2 separate regions of the Mus musculus genome follow, and region 2 is linked to region 1. A link is a contact called in public promoter capture Hi-C data. All regions are on one chromosome and are shown on one strand. The core of a region is the stretch at or near the end of the contact, and the rest is flanking DNA. Distances in the headings are between cores, read along the strand shown. Region 1 overlaps Snx6 (sorting nexin 6). Region 2 overlaps 2700097O09Rik (RIKEN cDNA 2700097O09 gene).

Region 1 (4,079 bases), core at 1,536-4,035:
ATTAATTCAATCTACCATGTCTTTTTCACTCTTTTAAAAGCTGAGTTCACGACCCTGTTCTAAAAACAAAATCTAGCTCTGGATTTGTTTTTAGGAAGTACACACCAAACAGATGGTGGACATAGGCTTTCCTCCCTAGCACTCAGGAAGCAGAAGCAGGCTGATCTCAGAGTTCAAGGTCAGCCTGGTCCAGAGAAATGCAGTCTTTAAAAAAAAAAAAAAAGACATATAAAGGATTATTCTATTTGACAGTAAGTTGTACTTCATACTACATATATGTAAGCCTTTTTTAAGATCTGTTTATAATAACCAAGGTATACATGGAGAAGCCAGTCTCTAAAATGAAATCCCTCTGCTTCCCTTATCTCATGCGGTACTATATCACATCAGCACAAAATTCCACTGAAAGTTAATTTGCTATATTGTTTCAGTGCTTTTTTTTGTTTGTTTGTTTGTTTGTTTTTGAAACAGGGTTTCTCTATGTAGCCCTGGCTGATCTATCTGAACTCTCTTTATAGACCAGGCTCTTTGTCCTTACAGAAATCTGCCTGACCCTGCTTCCAGATTAAAGGTGTGTGTCACCACTGCTGGGTGTTCAGTGAATATTTTTATATTTTAACACACTTGAAATAGATTTTTCAGTTAACTGTATTTCTTAGTATTATACAGAAAAAAATTTCAATCACCTTCACTAAGACATCATAAAGCATTGTAAATTTAATGTCAATCACATAAATTATACAGATTTCTCAGGTAGACTGTTTCCCATTGGGGGGAAGGGAGCCAGTAACTTTAGAAGGTTTTAATAGGGAAAGACTTAATGTAGAGACATCCTATGATAACCAACATTTAATCAAATTTCTGAAAGAATTCAGTTTGAGGAAATTTCTAACTAGACTTTAACTGGTTTAATTTTTATTTGGTCCCATAAACTTTGTACTTCAGAGACAGAGTAGGTTAAACATTTGTGCTGCTCTTCATAAGACAGACATGTTAAGCAGCAAAAAGTACAGTATCATTAAAAAAAAGACCAGGGAAGTGGTGCGCACCTTTAATTCCAGGGCTGGAGGCAGCACCAGGCAGATCTCTGAAAATCTGAGGCTAGACTGGTCTACATAGCAAACTTTCTCTCAAAAAATACATACAAATAACTAAAATAAAAGTTTAAAGATCCTGAGCTAGAGAGATGGCTCAGCGGTTTTAAGAGTACCTGCTATTTTTCCAAGAATAGAAGACAGAAATTTGATTTATAGCACCCGAGTGGTGCTCACAACTGATAGTGCTTCCAGCTCCAAAGGATCCAACACCTTCTTCTGGCCTTCAGGGGTCCTGCAGTGTAGGTGCTTGCACAAACACATACACACACTTAAAAAAAGAACCTTGCTGGGTGTGGTGGCGCACGCCTTTAATCCCAGCACTCGGGAGGCAGAGGCAGGTTGATTTCTGAATTTGAGGCCAGCCTGGTCAACAAAGTGAGTTTCAGGACAGCCAGGGCTATACAAAGAAACTCTGTCTCAAAAAACCAAAACAAACAAACAAAAACAAACCCACTAAGCTGACCATGGTGGACATGCCTTTAATCCCAGCACTCCAAAGACAGAAGCAAGCTAATCTCTTGAGTTAGAAGCAGCCTGGGCTATATAGTGAGACCCTGTCTCAAAAACAAAGTTATTTTTATTTAAAGAAGGACGGAGAGCTGAATTCATGGTGGCAACAAAAAGGTTAGGAGTCCAGAAGCTAGAACTCAATAGTGTGTCTACTACAGCTCCTACTAGCTATATATGATCATGAGCAGTTCTTCAATCTTTCTGAATCTGTATAGATGTGTGAATAAATACTGTACAGGCACACAAATAATGCAAATCTTTGTTCCAGGTTTTAAAAGAATTTCCAGTCAAAGTAAACGTGTGAGGAGCCCCTTACAGCACCGAATTGCATATACCAAATAGACCAAGTGCAGAGGCGCTTCAAAGACAGAAAGACAGTTTGTGTGGGATGGGAGAGGTATGGGCCAGCCCACCACAAAGGGTTGTCAACAGTGATAAATAAGAGCATAAGATCCTTTTGGAAAGTGAAGTGGTTTGGTGAGAAAGCAATGAGGGGGAATGGCAGCCAGAAGGATGGAAGAGCAGCAGTGAGCTCTGCTACACCTAGAGAAATACCAAGGCTGCAGGAGAGAGAGATGTGAGGGCCAATGAGATGCACTTGCCACTTGGGCTGGGTTTTGTCAACACAGACTAGGAGTCTGCAAAAGAGCAAACTTAACTGAGGAGCTGACTTTATCAGACTAGCCCCCAGTAGGCGGTGCCACCCTACTCAGGCCAGTGAGCAGCACTCCTCCACAGCCCCGCCTCAGCTCCTGCTGTGAGCTCCTGCCCTGACTTCCCTCGCTGGTGGATTATATCACTTGAGAGCCATGAAGCCCCTCCTTCCAGGGAGGCTCTAATCAGGGCTGTGTCACAACAGAAAGCAAACCAGACCACCACACACAAAGACAGCCTGATGAGATCCCTGAACCTATGCAAAGGTACAGAGAAGCAACTTCATCAAACTGTCCTCTGACCCCCACACTTCCGATTAAGAATAAATAAAAGTCTTACAAGTTTTTAAAAGATACAGCAAATATTTCCGAAGTGAACTTAAGCTGGCCTCCGAGACTGTTGTGACCTGAGGATCCCTGTGTGAGCTGACTGAGCATTTTTTTGCACAGCTGGAGTAAGAGGGGAGTCCAGAAGACGCAGCAGCAGCAGCAGACCCGCCCACCACAGCTGCTTTTAAAACAGCATGCCATTTATAATTGAAAGCACATGCTAAGGCAATTAGGTCATCACTCTGACATGCACTGCACATCAAAACACAGTGACGGTCCCATTCAAAGGACGCATTTGTTTATTAAATGATTCGTTACTTTCCTTCATTTCTGTGTGTGGCTCCTGAAGAGATGAAGCTGAAGAAATCAAGGCTGGCCTATAGCTGTGATGCTGTGAGGTTTGGTTTGGTTTTTTAACTTTTGGGGAGAGGGGAGCACACTAGACTAAGAGTATGAGATGGGGTCTCATACCCTTAGCCTGGAAATCCCTCTGCCTCAGTTCTTTCAAGAGCACAATTACTGGTATATGTTGCCAAATACACTATTTTAAGCCTTCTTTTTAGTCACCATAAAACATTTTCTTTTTGTCCTGAGTCTGTCCTGATAAAAATACCATGATGAAACCCTACATCTGCTTTAAAAGATTTCCTTTAAAATACTGGCTTTACTTTTACCTACTCATTATTCTACATGCCGGTGTTATTTCTGAATCTTTAATGTTCCTTTTTGCTACCTAGATCAAACACTCATTTTATACTTTCCTCTCAGAGTCCTTTTCAAAAGCTGGATATGACGGTACACACAGGCAGTCCCAGTACTTGGGAGAGGGAGGCAGGAAAAACAGGGTTTGGGGGTACATAGAGAGATCTATCTGAAGAACAAAGCAGAGACGTGGGAGGGGGAGAAAGGCTGGCGCAGCGGTTCAGTGGGTGAAGGAGTCTGAGAACATGAGTTCCCACCTGGTAGGAGAGAACCAACATCCACTAGTGGTCCTTTGACCTTACTTGTGCATCCCCTAAACGAAATAAACAAACAAATACAATGTGAAGGGGGTGAGGGGGGGAGAGAGCCCCTTTTCTATAGCTGAGCAAAATGATCTAAAGCAGTGGTTCTCAACCTTCCCAACACTGCGACCCTTTAACACAGCTCTTCACGTTGTGCTGACCTCAACCATAAAGTTATTTTTGTTGCTACTTCATAACTGTAACTTTGCTAGTGTTATGAATCGTAATGTAAATATCTGTGTTTTCTGATGGTCTTAGGTGACCCCTGTGAAAGGGTCCTTATATTTCCCCACAAAGGAGTCATGACCTACTGGTTGAAAACTACTGATCTGAACTCTAAAGAAAAACTGCAGTGCCTTAAAATCTGACTGCTGGGATCTACTTCTAACAGGCCAGACAAATTTAAACAGGCCAGACACTTCTATTCCAAAAATGAGGAAAGAGCAAACTAAATGTGCAACCGTAATCAAACTTCAGTGAACAAG
Region 2 (4,630 bases), core at 367-2,866, 270 kb after region 1:
TATGAGTTATTTTCAAATAAATACTCAAGCATTACAAATATGTAATATGCAAGGTGTTATATGGTCTGGTTTTAAGAAACATTCTTTCTTTTAAATAATAAACATTCTACACTTAAAAGAAATTCACTTGGCCTAGAACCTTTAAAGACAGTTTTGACACAATCATCAATAAAAAGAAAGACAGCTGGGCCAGAGAGACAGCTCAGAGGCTAAGTCCGGCTCTTGTCACTAACAACCCAGTTAATAATTGCAGACATTATAAACATGCAGCCTAGCTATGCAACAGATATGTGAACTAGTCAGTAGTTTTATCTTCATTCTTCTTTTTTCTTTCCCATCTGTCTTCATATTTTTCTTCCTGTATTTCTACTACACAGACTGGGGAAAGAAGAATCTGAAGGCTCAGTTAATCAAGGCAGCCAACACAAATCTCTCAGGGTTCCAGGGCGGCCTCTGGACTGATGGCAGTACAGAAGTCATAAAACAATCACACTCAAGCAAAATGTAGGGGTACCTCTTTTCTATGCAAGATACTGTAGAGGGAGACAAACCAGGTTAAAAGAGATACAGTATCTGTGCTCAAATGTGTGACACTGGAGTAATGTGACAAACACTCCAAAACAACTGTCCTAACTCCCCAGTGCTATCAGAGGAGTGAGCAGAGAGCAAGGATAGGAAGAGGGAAAGCCCAGTGCCAGCCTGGAGGAGAGGGATGGGAGGGAGGCTGGGAGACAGGACAGCAGAGCAAACACACAGGCAACACACACACACACACACACACACACACACACACGAAATTGAAAAAACAAACAAACAAACAAACAAACAAATGCAAAGAATTCGCCTGAAAGGGAAGATAGGTTTCAACATATACTATTTAAAATAACTACAGAAACCGTGTTTGTTGATTTTAAGAGCCTTCAATCCAGTATTTATCTACAACTTCGGGGGAGGGGGTGTAGCCATAGGGTGGTATAAAAAGGCCCTGAGCTTGAGGCCACACTGGAGAAAAAAAAAACAAACAAACAAACCAAGTTTCTCACCAAAAAGTTACTGAAGGTAGCCATGAAGTTACATGTCAGAAAAAAATTACATGGGTGTGTACTGAAATAATTTATTTTGAAAAGTAATAAAAGAATTCATAAAAATATAAATAAACATTTTATACATCTTTATCATATTAAAAAACAGAAGCAAGCACTTTATTATTATTCTTTATTAAGTATGATTCTTCAGAGGTCTTAATTTTTGTTTTTGTTTTTTGAGACAGTTTCTCTGTATAACCCTGGTTGTCCTAGAACTTGTTCTGTAGTCCAGGTTGGCCTTGAACTCACAGACATCCACTTGCCTCTGCTTCTGAGTTGGAGTCATAGACAGTTAGTTGTTGCTGTGTGTGTGCTGGGAATTGAACCTGAGTCCTTTGCAATGCTCTTAACTGCTGAGCTATCTCTCCCGCTCCCAATGAGTTCTTAATTTTTAAATCTCAATCTTCAACTTAATAGAAATTCCTATTAAGTATGTGATTATTACATAAGAGCAGTTTGAGGCCAGTCTGGTGCACACAGTGAGTTCCATGCCAGCTAGGCTAAAGAAAAGAAAACCCATGAATTTTGTTTGTAGTTCTAGGGCCTGAATCCAGTATGTTGGGCATGGCAGAAAAGTATCCTACCACCAGCCTTACCCCGACCCCATAAACTTATTACCAGATAATGTATTTATGCTGATCACTTATCTCTACTTTTTTTTTTTTTTTTTTTTTTTTTTTTGAGACAGGATTTCTCTGTGTAGCCCTGGGTTCTGGAACCCACTCTATAGACCAGGCTGGCCTTGAACTCAGAAATCCGCCTGCCTCTGCCTCCCAAGTGCTGGGATTAAAGGCATGTGCCACCACTGCCTGGCTTATCTCTACATTTCTAAAATGAGGGTGGGGAAAAGAAACACTGTGGGAATATAAAATAACCTTTATCAGAAAGATGAAGTTTTCATCCTTCAACTTTTAAAACATTTCCATGTCCGTGTGCCTGCTTGTTTGTCTGCACACCATGTGCAGGTGCCTGTGGGGACCAGAAGAGCATGCTGGATCAGCTCAGGAGCAGCTGATCTTACAAGCACTGTGAACACTGGATGTGGGCTCTGGGAGCCCTACCTGGGCCAGCTGTGAGAGCAGCAGACCCTCTTACCTGCTGCTGAGCATCTCTCCAGCCCCCTGACCTTTAACTCACTGAGTTTTTCCAATGTTATGCTGTCCTTAACATCAGAGATTGCTAATATTTTCTGCATTGCCATGAGGAACATAGAAGGATCTTAGTGCAATTTCAAGGATCACTGCATTAGAAAACAGAACCCTCCAAAAAACCAAAACCCCAAATCTTTTATCTTGTTACTTTTTTTTACAGAAGAAAGGGGAACCCTGTTCTAGCCTAAGAGAAGCATCTTTCCCTAATGACCACTATCCTGTGACATTTACAACAGCTCCTAGTTGACAAGATAAGCAACCATGAGGGGTGCAAGCCCTTCAATTTCCAGTTTAATAAAATACACTGGCAGCCAGCCTTGGAGAGTTATTTACAGTTCCGTTACCCAAACCGTCTGACAGGAAGAAAACAGAGGAAACACTCACTAGTAAGAGAGCCGGTCAACTCAGTGCATTCCCACACAGTAGCCGTACTGTGAGAATACAGAAGCAGTTAGGAAAGAGTCATAGAAGTAATAAAAAAATATGGTAAAGGTACCTTTATTCTGTCACCGAACTGGTATTTCTTTATGATCATTTCCTGCAACTGGCAAAATTGTCCATTCAGCTCTACCCCACAGAGCTGCACTGCTGAGCTGTAAAGGTAACCCTGAAATGGGAAGACACGGCCTGTCACAAAATAGTCAGCTCCTAAGTACAGGCTTATGTCTGCCTGAGCTGTAAAAACCAAACTGTTCTAAAACTCACAGAGTTCAGAACTTCTCCCATCAGGGATTTGATTGAAGTTATTAATCCTTATTAGCTATATTTTTAAAGACTGGTTTGTAAAGTTTCCTGATAAACTGGGCATTTGGCAAGCGTGGGAACAATGAAAATGAGCCCATTCCCAAGCTTTGTGGGTCTCGTCAGCCTGCAGAACCTCTGCGGAGGGAAGTTACGTCCAGGAGTCAATCTGTAAGGAATGCAGTCACAGCCACACACCATTTGGAAGGAAGGCAACCAGCCCAATCAGTTAACAAGAACAAGGGGAACTGCTGGAAACTGCCATGGTTCTGTCAGAGAGTAACAAAAGATAACCTGGAAGAAAAAGTCAGCTAATTTTGCCAGGTAACCTTCTGTTTAAGGGTTTGTTTGTTTGAGACAGAATTCATGCAGCACAGATTGGCTCTGGACTTATCTTCTGGATGCTAAGATTAGAGATATGTACCACCATGGCTGGCTCCTGCAGATGACTGCCTACCAACACATGCAAAAACCAAGGTTGAATCTATAGCTTTAGCACACATATTTATAATATTTATTTCTAACATGTTTCAAAGTGCATATGTCAATATTAAGGAATTTAGTATAGATTCAGCGATCTACTGTAGGAAAAAAATCAATATATTCACATTATCAACACTGATACTATACTGTGACGTCAGTTATTTGACATTACATTTTTTGCATGGCTCTTATTTTCTTTCCTTACCCTTCCTCTTTGTTCTCCCCCCCCCCCTTTCTGTGTGTGTATGTGTATCTGAAAAATAGGTCTATGTGCTCATGGGCATGCCAGAGAATGGTGTCTTCCTCTCCTACCCTTCACCTTACGGCACTAAGATTGGCAATACTCTTTAACTAAAGCTATGGGGCAAGGTAGGCAAAGCGGCTGCACTTATAATCCTCTCTCAGAAGGCTGAGTGAGGCGCCTTCAAGGCCAGCCTGTGATTTGGTAAGTCTCAAACCCAACCCCACCCCGAAACACCAGGAGCACTAGTAACAAAAGCCACCAAACTGCATCATCTATGCACAGAAAGTTTAAGCCAAGCATTAAAGAGTAAGTTTCTGCCTAAAGCAAGAAGCAATTCTGAAACCTGACAGCACCTGCTCCGGGCAGGAGTCCCTGCTGCTATGTCCTCCAGGGTTGGTTTTTTTTGTTTGTTTGTTTTTAGCAAGTTCTAATGACAGCCAGAAACCATATCTGAATTTTTTTGACAAAATGATTTAAGAACGTCAAGTACTCATGACTTGAATTTATAACAAGAGCCACATTGATGTTAGATTTTAGAAACAAAAGAAATGTGCATGTTTTGGGACACAGAAAATTGGACATGATGTATTCTTAGATGTCACCATCACCCAGTGTGTACACTTAAAAGACAAGGAAGCAGATATCCAGCGCTAGTAAAGGACTCGCTATGGCCACCCAAAAGTTTCTTAGGCCTAACAGTTTTTAGTTTTTTGAATTCTTATCAAAACACACTGTACTGTTTTATTTTAATATAGCACAAAGAAAAAGAAGCCAGGCATGGAGACATTCTCAGCCACAGTGCTTTGTGGCTGAGGCAGGAGGATAAGGGCTTCAGGGTTATCTTCATCTACATAGCGATTCTGAGGCCAGCTGGGCCATATTAAAAACACACCCCCTCCCCTCCCCACTCCAAAACAAAACAAACA

What was found. Capture Hi-C pulls out chosen DNA fragments and counts their contacts.
Region 2: a contact with region 1 is called in a promoter capture Hi-C map of adipose tissue. The contact joins two enhancer-like sites. A contact is called at or near these places in 7 of 39 promoter capture datasets (the C10 cell line, cranial neural crest, embryonic stem cells and 3 more), 3 of 115 datasets of contacts at active chromatin or transcription factors (bone marrow-derived macrophages, effector CD8 T cells and large pre-B cells) and 2 of 9 other capture datasets (adipose tissue and liver).

Annotation. Positions count from the first base shown.
Region 1 is chr12:54,787,181-54,791,259 of GRCm38.p6, forward strand. The region is part of intron 2 of Snx6 (sorting nexin 6); the gene reads right to left. Among named protein-coding and RNA genes, the nearest start is that of Snx6, 6.4 kb to the right of the region's middle. Within about 2 kb of position 2,786, at least 117 of the 459 cell types and tissues checked have an H3K27ac peak or open chromatin away from gene starts, as enhancers often do. A contact at or near this core is called in adipose tissue, where this site is marked.
Region 2 is chr12:55,054,510-55,059,139 of GRCm38.p6, forward strand. 2700097O09Rik (RIKEN cDNA 2700097O09 gene) reads right to left here. Exons shown (of 8, transcript NM_028314.2): 5 at 2,733-2,843. Among named protein-coding and RNA genes, the nearest start is that of 2700097O09Rik, 23 kb to the right of the region's middle. Within about 2 kb of position 1,617, at least 7 of the 459 cell types and tissues checked have an H3K27ac peak or open chromatin away from gene starts, as enhancers often do. A contact at or near this core is called in adipose tissue, where this site is marked.